Linked DNA regions of Mus musculus: region 1 is linked to region 2. Evidence: chromatin contacts called from public promoter capture Hi-C data. All regions are on one chromosome and are shown on one strand. The core of a region is the stretch at or near the end of the contact, and the rest is flanking DNA. Distances in the headings are between cores, read along the strand shown.

Region 1 (6,261 bases), core at 1,674-4,173, 4.2 Mb after region 2:
GCCCGAAAATCCACCAGGACCTGGAGGCAGGCTGGGAGCTACTCTGTGAAGCATCCTGTGGGCCCGGAGTTACTGTGCGCTGGACCTTGGCTCCTGGCGACCTGGCAACCTACCACAAGAGGGAGGCTGGGGCCCAGGCATGGCTAAGCGTGCTGCCCCCAGGTCCCATGGTAGAGGGCTGGTTCCAGTGCCGCCAGGACCCTGGCGGGCAGGTGACCAATCTGTATGTTCCTGGCCAGGTGACCCCGAATTCCTGTGAGTCTGGGGCCCTGGGAGGGAGGGACAAATGGGACTAAAACACTAGCAGGAGTCTGTACCATGCCTAGCCTCAGTTTCCCCATGTTCAGTATGCTTTCCTGTCTGGAGACCTCTTAGAACTCGGGGCACCTTGCAGTCTTTCAGAGACAGGAAGATCCAGTGAAACAAAAAGTGAAAAAAAAATTTAACATTGGTTTCAGATGCCCGGGGCTGACTTCATAGCTATTTAACTTTAGTTTCACATACCCGGGGCTGGCTTCAAACTTGCATCATAGCTAAAAGTGACCGTGATCTTGCCTCAACCTCTTCAGTGCTGAGATAACAGGTGCACACCACTGTGACACATTTTTTTAAATTTATTGTTATACATAAGTACACTGTAGCTGTCTTCAGACGCACCAGAAGAGGGCATCAGATCTCATTACGGGTGGTTGTGAGCCACCATGTGGCTGCTGGGATTTGAACTCAGGACCTTCAGAAGAGCTGTCAGTGCTCTTACCTGCTGAGCCATCTCACCAGCCCATGACACATGTCTTAATGGTTGATTTTTTAAATACGTTAATTGAGTCTGAAGCAACAGATGTCTCAGAAATTAAAGAGTACTTACTGGTCTTACAGAGAACCTGGGTTCACTTCCCATGTGATAGCTCACAAACATCTGTAACTCCAGATTCAGGGAATGTAACCCACACTTTTGGCCTCCCAGAGCACCATGTGTGCATGGTACACATATGTACATCAACACTAAAATAACTCCTGCACATGCAAATAAGACGCCAGGTGTGTTTGCGCATGTCTTTAATCCTAGCACTCAGGAGGCAGAGACAAGAAACGCATAGCCACTTGTAACTCCAGGACCCTGGAGACTTGACATCCTCCTCTGACTTCCAAGTGTACCTGCATTTGTGGCATACACACAGATACACACACACACACACACACACAAAATAAACATTAAAAAAATAAACCTTAAGCCAGGTGGTGGTGGTGACACATACCTTTAATCTCAGAGGCAGGTGTATCTCTAAGTTCAAGGACATCCTGGTCTACAGAGCAAGTTCCAGGACAGACAGCCAGGATTACATAGAAGACTCTTGTCTCAAAAAATCAAAACAAAACAGACAAAAAACAAAACAAAACAAAACAAAACAAAACAAAACAGAACTAAGCTGGGCACGATGGCACACAAGCTATGATCTAAGTACTTGAGCTGTAGAAGAAGAAGGGTCAATGTCAGCCTAAGCTACAGAGTGAGACCGTAATTTAGAAACAAAAGCTTCCCTTTAAGTAGATTCATTCTTCCATGCTGTCTTTGAGTATGTCTGGTTGGGTGGCTGTTTTCTACCCAAGTAGAGGCTGGCTAGTTAAGTCCACTTTTAAACTGTAAGGGCCTATGTATGTTCCCTCTGTGGAGCCCACAGGCACTGGGACTGATGGCAGCCTTTCTCTTCCTACTCTTTCAGCCTCCACCGTCGTCCTATGGATTGGCAGCTTGGTGCTGGGGCTGCTTGCACTGGTCTTCCTTGCCTACCGCCTGTGGAAATGCTACCGGCCAGGTCCTCGCCCAGACACTAGCTCATGTACACACCTATGAAGCTCCATTATGCCAGACTAAAGGAGGCAGAGAGTGACCAGCTGCAGGATTTGGGGCATCAAGATGATAGTGTGGCCTCTTTCCTTGGTGGTCAGCACATCTATAAGTTTCTCCTGACTTCTGGGCTTTTCTGCCTGCTGGCCCAGAGCTAAATAAAAGCCCCGTATCTAGCCACTGGCATATTCTTTCGTACTGTGAATAGGAAGGCTTTGTACATCACCTATCCCTACAGCCAGAGTCCCTGGAGACAGTCACACATCCCAGTTTTCTTTGGTAGGTCGAGCAACAGGATACTAGGCTGGGAAATGCCTGCATTTAACAAGAGTAACTAAGGAGATATCCAGTGGCTTAGAAAAAGTACTTGGGGGGTAACCTGGGAAAACACGAAGAGCGGTATGGATGCCAGACAAGGGAATAAAAAGTATGTCAGTAGATAAAGAGCCAAAGATAACACAGAAAAGGGACATGCGAGGATACTAGAAAGCCACAGCAGTTCAGAATTGCAAAGAGAGCACCCCCCTCTGGTGGTCAGAAATGGTAACAGTCTGGGAAAGGAAGGAATCTGGTGACAACTCCGCTCAGGCACCTTAACGCTCGGAAGGAGACTAAGTGAGGCCAAAAACCCGGGAGAGCCCAGGCCGAGTCTGGGAGCAAACGCAGAAAACGGTTTGAACTCCGCTTTCAGCCCTAGATTCCTGGTGAGCTTTGCGGGGTTTATCTGGTACCCAGGGTGCCTGGTTGCTAGGAGACCATGCTTAGGAAGACTTGCCCACTACCAAGATGGCAAGGTATCGCGCTTCAAGCCAGAAACCAAGCCCTTCCTGGGGGACCATTTTGAAGTCTGGCAAGCTCACAATTCCAGACCGAAGCTAGAAGATGCAGTCATGGAGTAGCAGGAAAACGCACACAGAGAAAGCCAGGGGCACAGGGGGAAAAGGTCGCTTGCGCTTGTTACTATCGAGATTCTCAGAGAGGGGGGCCGCTGCCTCTGCCCTTAACAAAAATGGTCGTCGAGGGAAGGCGCCTCATCGCGCCGTGAATTATGGCGGCGCTTCCGGTCCCGCTGCCCCCAACAAAGATGGCGGCAGTGGAGAAACGGCGGCCGGCAGTAGCACCAGCGGCCAATTTCCCGGACAGTGGCCGGACGTCGGTGTCTCAGGCGGCGGCGGCCGCTGAGAGCGAGGAGGACTTCCTACGGCAGCTCGGCGTGACGGAGATGCTGCGCGCAGCCCTCCTAAAGGTGCTGGAGATCCGGCCCGAGGAGCCCATCGCCTTCTTGGCGCACTACTTCGAGAACATGGGTCTACGCTCGCCGACCAACGGAGGCGCCGGGGAGCCCCCGGGCCAGCTCCTCCTGCAGCAACAGCGCCTGGGCCGCGCGCTGTGGCACCTTCGCCTGGCTCACCACTCGCAGAGGTGCGGACCGATGGCGGACGGGGGTACCAGAACTACAATTCCCGACAGGCCCCGCGCGGGAGCAACTCGCCGCCGGCGCGGGGCGTTTCCGGGAGTAGTGGTCTTTCCTCTTTTCCCGGGTCTGGTCGGCTTGAGGCAGGTTTAAGGTTCTCGGCACGCCTCGCATCGATTTCGCCTGCAGTGTGCGCGGGGTGTACTGGATATTGTGGTCCGGGTAGGAAGTGCTGGGGGTTGTAATCCATCGTCCATCTATTGCATGAGCTTCCAGGTGATTACGGCCTGGAGGAGGTTGCTTTTGAACCCGAGTCCATTTTGCCCTCGCAGCCAAGGGTTTTGGGAGGTCAAGAAGCCCAGCAAGGTAGTATAAATAGTGTGGTGCTTGTCCAGGAGATGGACAGCCTGTGTACTCAGGCCCCAGGCCCCAGACAGAAGTTCCTTAGATGCACACGCAGAGCACAGGCTGGTCTAGAGCCTGACGTGAACCCTGCAGGGAGCTCCGCAGTGGGAGTAGTTCCAGTGTAGGTGACGACTAAGGACGCTTTTTCATTGCATAGTGGATGAGGGAAGCTGATCAGTAGGGCATCATCAGCCAGGGGGTGACCAAATGCCTGAGGGTCTCAGCATGGGAGTGGCTTTCCAAAGGGTGCTTGGAGGAAGACTCAGGGAGGAGAGCAGGGGAGGGGGCCGCAAGGAGGAAGACGTTGGGCAACAGTAGCTCAGGCCTTCCCTAGGGAAGTGAAAGTCCAGAGATCATACATTTCCAGCTGAGCAGACCAGACATCTCTGCACCAGAGGGAAGGGGCTCAGTATCCAAGATGGTAGCCAAGAAGGGAAGGGTGGAGCATGGCGGGCCCATGTGGCTAGAGGGGAGGGGTACAGGCACAAAGGGAGAAAACCAGCGAGAATGTAGACGGACAGTCTTCAGCTAGGACAGCATTGGGGTATGTGAGTGGGAGACTGAAGGTATCAGCAGAGAATACGCACACAAGACCACACCGTGAGGTGCCCAGGGGAGGAACAAACTGCTTACTGGGGGCATCCGGAATTCTCCCAGGGATGAAGAGCAATGAACCTAGGGATTTAAAATAGAAGTGTTTTCTGTGAGTTGAAGTCAGCCTCACCTGAGGATCTGGGGCAAGCTTTGTGATCATGTCACCAGGTCTCTGTGTCCTTCACTACCTGGTTTCTGTGCCAGTCACTGGATCCTTACCTGCCATCCTCTGGCAAGGCCTCATTTTAACCAGCTGAAAGCTGTGTGTTTACCATATTCTGAGGTTCTGTGTGGACCCAAACTTGGGGCCATTACTCACCTGTGGGAACTAAAAAGGGACCCTGGGGAAGAGAGGGAGGAAAGACCCACGTCCCGCCAGAGTTCCACCTATGCTCTGGTCAGGCAGACGTGAGAGGGCTACCAGACTCTTTCCACTCAGCCCCAGGTGGGCATCCAAGCCTCTGACGTACTCTTTGGGGGGGGGGGTGGACAAGGGGCAGCCCAACCTGGGAGCCCCGGGGCTACTTCTCTAAACAGGCCCCAGGGTTATAGGAGAGAGGGAAAGGGGAAGAGAGGTTCCCACACCGGCCGAGAGTGAGTGCAGCGGATCTTGATGAGCAGAGACTGTGGTTTTAGAGCTTTATTGTAGAAAGGCAGGGAGAAAGAGTAAGAGAGAGGAGGGAGGAGAGGGTGAGAGTGAGGGGTAAGAGAGAGGTGAGGAGGGGCCTAACAGCCCCTTTTATGGTCTTTACTGTTGCTAGGTAACTGCGGAGGAGTTTAGCCAAGGTCAGAAGCTTGGGCCATTGCCTACGTGACTTCTTAGCCATGCTTCTCTTGTGGGGCTGTGAGGGGGTGGTAACTTAGACAGGAGCCAGAGTTCCAGGAGCACGAGGGAACACCTACCATGTCATGTAGGTGAATTATGACCATTCCGGGGTTCAGACCTCAGCTCTACTGAAGACTAGCCTGTCTGTGTATAGCCCAATGCCCCACACTCACCCCAGGAACTAGTGTTATATCACTAACTGTCAGCCACATAGGAGAGCAAAGGGCGGGGGGGTGGGGGGGAGCCAGCAGGCAGGTGGAATCCTTAGAGATGCATCTGGGAATTACCCTAGAAGCCACAGCCCCATCTGTCTGATGGCTCACAGAGCTAGGCTCTTTCTTCCCCAGGGAAAACCACTGTTCCCCACCTAACACCCTGTGAGTGATGTGTATGGAGAGAGTGGGTCCCTGTGCAGTGCTCGGCCTGAAGCCTGCACACATGGCAACCCCACCACTGAGGCCTGCCAGCAGTAGCCAGTCCAATTCTCAAGACCTGAGAGCCTGAGTTTGTGAGGCCACCAGAGCATCAGAGCTGGGGGGAGTCCCTCCCAGGTCTCCATAGGCCACAGCCATGATGCCCTCACCAGTCACCTCCCTGCCAGCCTGTGAGAGCCACTTAGGGTTATTGTTCAACCCGAAGATGGCTGGAGACGTGGCCACTAGAGGCCAAGCCAGGAGTTACACCCTCAGGCTGCAGCCCCTGCAAACCTTCCTAGCTACCATGCTGATGATGGTGGCAGGAGAGAGACACTGACTCTACTGTCCCAAAGCTGTAAGGGAGTCATTTTCATGACTCTCTTAGGACTCTTTTGACCAAGCAAAACTATGTGACTTAAAAGAGTTGAGTTTCTGGCCGGTCATATTGAAAGACTAGTCAGCCTGAGCTCCCCTGTGCCACGAGCCATTCCTTGTGAGACACTCCAGACACTGCAGGGTGCTGTCAGCATCCTTGCCGGGAGCTCCCTGAGTGTAAAGACTTGGAACAGGAGTATGTTCACCCATAGGTCATCCCAGCCTGCCCCAGGGAAAGCCACTGGCAGGACGGGGGACACAAGCCTTTAGTCTCAGCACTGTGGAGGCAGAGGCAGGCAGATTCTGAGAGTTCAAGGCCAGCCTGGTCTACGGAGCAGTTCCAGGATAGCCAGGGCTACACAAAGAGACCCTGTCCCAAAAGAAA
Region 2 (6,471 bases), core at 2,256-4,755:
CACGCGTCTGTCCTTCCCCCTTATCAGTCAGCCTGGGGCCCAACCCACATTGGGGTGAGTCTTCCCAGCTCAATTAACCCATTAAGAAAATCCCTCATGGGCAGCGCTAAACAGCCCCTTACTGAGACTGAGACTGCTTTCCCACACGATCATAGATTCTATCAGGCTGACAATTAAAAGTTAATAGCTGCTGCTTGCTCAGCTTTTGCAAAGGACCCAGGCATAGTTCAGGTCCAAGCACCCACCCCGTCTTAGAGCTAGCTGTCTGTTCACTCCACTTCAGGGGATCCTGACATTCTCTTTCAGCACCTGCATGCAGACAAAACACTCAAGACACAAACAATTTGATAATGTAAATCTTAGGAAGCTAACAACCATAGGGCCTCTTTTTTTTCCTTTATCTTTCTCGTGCTCTGCTGTTAGAGAACTCATCATTTGCCCCTCTCCTCTCTCCCCGCCATGTGGACATATCTAGAGAGAATCTATAAGGAATGGATAGATCTTGTACTTAACTTGCAAGCATCTTGGTCTTAGAATTCTCAGCCCCCAGAACTGTGAGAAAATAAATTCCTAGTGCTTATAAGTTTCTCAGCTGTACGAATGGATGAAGACAGCGGGGGACTGGCTCGTCTTGTTAGCTGTTTCCTGGCCTAGTGTCTGATGCTTAGTACTCACTGTTACACCTGAGGCTGGGGTGTAGCCCTTGTCTAGCACTGTCTAAGACCTAGGTTCAATCCCTAGTGCTACAAATTAAAAAAAAAAAAAAAGAAAGGAATGGAAAAAAAAATCACACTTATTGAGGTGACATAAACCTTGGTCTCCAGGGACTTATATGCTAAAACAGTTCTCTCAAAATACGCCAGAGGAAAACTCTCTGCAGGGTGTGGCTCTATCAAGATGGGTGTCTTCCCTTTTCAGAACCCTTACTGAGGCTGTAAATGGCTCTGATCTACTCAGGCTGATTGCTAGCCAGGTTTTGTTTTTATCTAACCTTTGGTCTGGAATGTTGCTTTCTCATCTCTAATATCCAAATCCTCTGTGTTCACTCGTGTTTCTGCCATGGGCATGTAGGGCCAGGGCTTCCTTAGCCTCCCCACTTACACTGCTGAAAAGGTTTTGGGTTGATTTTGGTTTTTGAAAGCTCTGTCTACCCTTTGAAATATCTGCTTGTCACTACAAGTGCCCATCAGTTCTAGGCCTCCAGATCACAACCCTCTGTTGGAGGCTGCCTCCTTACTCTGTGGCCTGAGCTCTGCTTCTAATTAGTTGAACTATGCCCTCTAAACTGTGGTATAGGACAGTTGCTCCTCAGGGTCCTAAGAGACTCCGGTGTCTCTCCTCTTTCACTGAACCTTAGAAGCCCTACATCCTGAGGCCTCACAAGGCAAACATCCCTGCTTAACTATCCTGATCTTGCTTAGCACAGGGAAGATGCTTTCTGGGGCGAGGTGATAAGGGTAGAAGCAGCCTTGGTGTTTGTCCTGATAACAGCTTTGGCATTCAGAGCCCAAAACTGCTTTGGATATTGATGCCTTAAGCCAAGACAGTCCTCTACCTGAAACCTAGGGTCTGCTTTGGAGAAAGCCCTGACCTAGCTTCAGCTGTCTGGTTGCCACAAGAGAAAGCAGACAGACAGCTCTTCCTGGTTCTTTAACCCTCTCAGCCTGTCTGCTCACCTCAAAAGGTACTGAAAGCAGCGGTCACCTACTTCACTGGGATTTATGAAGATTAATTCTATGCTATCTATAAACACCTTAACACTGCATCTACCTCTTAGTCACCCTACACAAGTGAGCCATTATCTGCTGAGGCTAAGATAGGGGCAATGATCTAGTCAAAGTTCACAGCGGTGGCTAACTGGAGAAGTAAATATGTAATCCCAGTACAGGTCCAAGCTCAGCTCCTCCAGGTTACAACCAGAAGGAACCACTCCCTGAACGTGATGCCAACTGACACTAAAGGGTTTGGGTCCCATAACCTTTGACCCCTCCCCTGAGATGGCACCTCAACTGTTTACAGTTTATTAATATCAACTCTTGTGTGTTAAGCTCCACCATAACTTCCCGCTGTCCCCACTTCGTGAGTAAGCAAAGGGGCTCGGGTTTCCTCAGGGCAGAGGGAACCAGTAAGCGAGTAACCAAAACAGTACCAAGACAAAAAGCGCTGAGAAAAAGATGTTCCCTTTGCTGGGTGCTCCCAGGCCATTCTTTTCCCCCTCTTTCCCGCCCCTTTGCTGAGAGCTCTCAAGCCATTCTTTCCCCCTCTTTCTCGGCCTCAGGCTTTCCACAGTTCCCCGGGGAATAGGATCACCCAACGTGCTTCAAGCAGGGCTATTCGATTCTGGACAAGGTTGTGCCTTTTTGCCCCTTGGACTTTTCCACTTGACGGCTCTCAGCACTCCCTGGGCTTCAAGCCCCAGGAGACTCAGGAACGACCCTAAGTGGAGGACAGGAGATGAGAAGGAATATCCACCTAGCTAGGACCCACTAGAAGCTCCAGGCTGGGCTGAGGCCGCAGACGACCCAAGGTCGCGCGCGGCCAGACCCTGCCCGGCTCTAGGGCGGAGTCCCCCTCCGTTCCCCCGGTTGAAGGCAAGGCCCTGAAGAGAGGCACTGACCGGGCTCGAGCGGCTGCCCCGCTGCCTCTGCCTCCGTCCTCATGACCCGGATGGCGCAGGGCGCCCATGGCCCCGGCCTGGAGCTGATTGCAGCGGCGACTTCTGCTGGGCAGCGAGCGCGGCCAGTGAGCGCAGAGTTCCTCCTCCTCCGCCTCCGCCGCCGCCGCCGCCACCGCGGTTCAGAGCCGGGTAGGCGGTGGCTAGGCCGCCTCAAGCCACGCCTAATCCCTTCCAGGTCTGGGCGCTGGAAACCCGCCCCTTCCATAAGCCACGCCTCTTCCCTTCCACCCCCACTTCTCCTTCCAGAACCCGCTACCCGTAGGTCCTTCCCTGAAACGCTCCGGGGGCCCCTCCCCCTCCCCGAGCCCCGCCCCTCCCCGAGCCCCGCCCCCAAAGCCCTTCCCCTAGCGACGTGGGCTCCCCACGCTCTCCCTCCGCTAGGTCTGTTCTTCTGCAGCCTCAGATGGAAGCTCTGGTTCTCCGCAGTGCCTTATCGAGACTCCAGGGAACACTTTCCCGACTCCTTTTAGGTCTTCTTACCCAGACAAGGAATAATGAGAGTTCCCAGGGCTCAGTGCGTCCCTTACCTGCCGGTGGCCGGATCCAAAGCTTAAATCTCTAGTCCAAGCCTCACTTCCTGTCTCCCCAGAGCACTGGGCTCAAGCCCAGATCCCGCCCAATCCGCCACTACAGTACTCAGGGTTACCATGTTCCCTTGTTGGGCTCCAGGATTGGTGTTTCCGGCGGTCCCCCGGGCCCTCTCCGGTGCCGGAACTATTGTGCTAGAGCCCTGGTTTCCCCAGCCGGCTAAGTGAGAGTGAAGGGCAAGTAGGCTTAAAGGAAAGGGAGGGGCCTGCGCAAGGCATTCTGGGAGCGCGTGGTATTCGTGAGAGTCGGGCCGGTCGTTCTCTCGCCTTCGCCTTCTAACGTTTGTGCCAGAACCGGAAAAAAAATAAAGCCTGCAGTTAATTGGTGAGGAGAGGCGGCTAACGGGAGAGAGGAGGCCAGGGCTTCCCCAGGGGGTTTAGGAGCTGGAAGGGCCGCTGCGGAGGAGCTCAGCGGGGCTTGCTTAGCGGAGGGCGGGAAGCCAGGGCCTATCCAAAGCTCATCTCCCGAACCCTTGAACAGTTATTAATTTACGCCTAGTCTGCACGTTCGGTGCCTTCTCAGGTCACCGATTTCCGAAGCTTACGGGCAGTCATTTCTTGCTAATTACCTCCTTTCCTTTTGGATCATCATTTACAACGTCCCTTTCATCCCTGCCTCCACTCCCATTCCTGCAGTGGCCCTCTTTTCCACGCTGCTGCAGAAGTTTAATCAAGTTGCCGTGCTATATGTTCGATCCACTTTGTAGATGCTACTCTTTTTTTTTTGAACCTTTGGCTATCATCCTGCAGTGTTTCCCTACCATTTTCAGCATGGAAACCCACACTCCTAAAGTTGAAAGCCGTGGTTCCTCACCGAGAGAGAGAGACTGTGTTTAGCATCCTTACAGTCTTCTCATGCAAATAAATGGTGTGCTCCGGTTTTGAGTCGTTTCCAATCTCAGCATTTTAAAAGCCCTGTGCATAGTCTTTGTCTTGTAGTGAGACTTAAAGTCGAGCGTTTACCCTATTTCTCTGCTTGATGAACATTTCCTATTTATAGCACCGTAGCCTTGACAGTTTTGGTCTGCTTTTTGGTGGGGATTCAAAACGCTGGATTGAAAAGCGCAAGCTCTTTTTCCTAGCTTCCTTGGGGCTCAGGTCTATATGTACTATTAGGTTCTGTAGCCTTTATCCAAATGTGGTGGCTGACTACTTGGGATATTTCTGGTGTGACTGAAAGACTGAGTTTGCTTTTATTTGCATTTTATTTAACTCCATGTAAACAGTGATTTGTTTACACTCCGGGTCTATATCATAGCCCTTTTAGTGACTATAAAGGGTCATATGGCTGGGATGAGAATGGGGGTAGTACTCTTTGTTCCCATTACTTTTCATTGTCCAGCTTACCATCCTTCCCTACCCTACGTGTTGCGCTAATTTGCTGTGGTGGTTCCTTGAGGCCAAGAGCCACACTCCTTCCACAGGAAACGCAGCTCTTGACATCATTTACAAAGCCCATGGCGTGCCAGTCCTTAAGCTCTGAAAGATGACCATCGTCTCTCTTTCCCTGTAGCCCGGGAAGAGTCCTGCCAAGATGTCTATTGGTGTGCCGATTAAAGTCTTGCACGAGGCTGAAGGCCACATAGTGACGTGTGAGACCAACACCGGGGAAGTATACCGAGGGAAGCTCATTGAAGCAGAGGACAACATGAACTGTCAGGTATCCTGCTTGGCACCAGGGCTGGGAAAGGGCTGTGGCTTCTATCCTGTGGGTAGAGCGGTGTACTTGGAGGTCTTAATGAAGTTATTCTCATCAAACAGTTATTAACTAAGTACTTATTACCTGTCAAGCACTCTTACAGGCTCTAAGATTTTATGTCAGTATAGACTTAGCCTTGAGGCAGAAAAGTCATTTGACAGCCTGTGGTTGTACGTGTGTATCCGAGCACTTGAGAGGCTGAGGTAGATTCTCGAGTTCAAGGCCAGTCTGGGCTTTATAGCAAGACCACACTGCTTTTGGTAGGGAGTCAGAATGCTGAATTGAAAGCACAATCTCTTTTCCTAGATTTCTCTGGGGTTAGGTCTATATTTACTGTCAGGTAGCCTTTAGCCAAATACAGTTGCTAAGTACTTGTCTATAAAACAACCAGTTAAGTTTCACTTTTCTGTCTCAGAGTCGGTCAGGTTCAGAGCCAGTGTCTGCTTCCCAGCACAGTGTATAATTTGCAGGATCTTCTACTCACGTATTGTGTGTGCTTACTTTTGTCTTGGAGAAAGTTTCATCTGATAAAACTGCCAAAGTTTTGGCATATGGTTTGGGGGTTTTCCCCATTAATTAAGAACTTGAGCTTTGGAATCAGAGAATTCCCTGATTCCAAATTGAGTTGGGCCATAATGATAGGACCTTGGGTATCCTGGTCACTTGTTCTCCCCTGAATAAAATGAGGATGGAGTTGTTTTGGATCCTCTGTGCTGTAAATGCCAACCCAGAATTAGATACACCAGAGACTTTGGGGAGGTGGCGTGAAGGACGCCAGTGACCGAGCAGGATTGCGGAAGTGATTGGTTACTTTGCTTGTTGCTGTGATCAAATTCCTGACCAAAGCAACTTAAGGAAGGGGGAGTTTATTTCGACTCACAGTGTGATGAGACAGTCTGATGCAGAAGAAGTCATGGTGGCAAGAACTTGAGGAGGGTACTAACTAGTCACATTGAATCTGCAGTCAGGAAGCAGAGATGAGTGCCAGGACTTAGCCCAGTTTCTACTTTTCACCTCCACCTAACCTAGACAATCCCTCGCAGACACGCCTGTCCCTTCAGTAATTCTAAATCCATCAAGTCGGTAATATTAATCATCGTAGCAGGAGGGTCTTCAGTCCAGGAAAGGAAGGCAGAGTGAGCAAAAGGAGCCTCAGGCTACAACATGGTGCTGAGGAAGTTTCACCCAAGTAAGAGGAGTAACTGGAGCCAGTAATGGACTGGCTCTGATGTTTCTGCTGTGGTCAGTCCCTGGCAGCCTGCTGGAAGGGCTGTCGCAGCGTGAATGCCCTGGCAGGTCCCCCAGAGTGGCAGCTGGAGGGTGCCAACCTGTTGTCTCCTGAAAGGGTGAACATAGTACCCCAAGACTGCTGCATGTCTAGAGGTGTTAGAGATGAGATGAAGTTTGTGTTGGCGGCAGCCAGCTCAGTGCTTTGCTGTTGGGATAAATATATAATGTCTAGAGAGGTGCAGTGCCTTGTTTAGGGTCATGCCTATGGGTAAGGTGGC

Evidence for each region. Promoter capture Hi-C pulls out the DNA fragments that hold promoters and counts their contacts.
Region 1: a contact with region 2 is called in a promoter capture Hi-C map of liver, with 5 times the contacts expected there. The contact joins the promoter of Tpgs1 here to the promoter of Snrpd3 in region 2. A contact is called at or near these places in 2 of 39 promoter capture datasets (liver and pre-B cells).

Annotation. Positions count from the first base shown.
Region 1 is chr10:79,666,516-79,672,776 of GRCm38.p6, forward strand. Tpgs1 (tubulin polyglutamylase complex subunit 1) reads left to right here and starts at 2,924. Exons shown (of 2, transcript NM_148934.3): 1 at 2,924-3,268. The coding sequence starts at 2,931. It overlaps Madcam1 (mucosal vascular addressin cell adhesion molecule 1), which reads left to right. Exons shown (of 5, transcript NM_013591.3): 4 at 1-255; 5 at 1,722-2,027. The coding sequence ends at 1,852.
Region 2 is chr10:75,514,537-75,521,007 of GRCm38.p6, forward strand. Snrpd3 (small nuclear ribonucleoprotein D3) reads left to right here and starts at 3,506. Exons shown (of 4, transcript NM_026095.4): 1 at 3,506-3,589; 2 at 4,778-4,924. The coding sequence starts at 4,799. It overlaps Gucd1 (guanylyl cyclase domain containing 1), which reads right to left and starts at 2,845. Exons shown (of 6, transcript NM_175133.2): 1 at 2,618-2,845. The coding sequence starts at 2,660.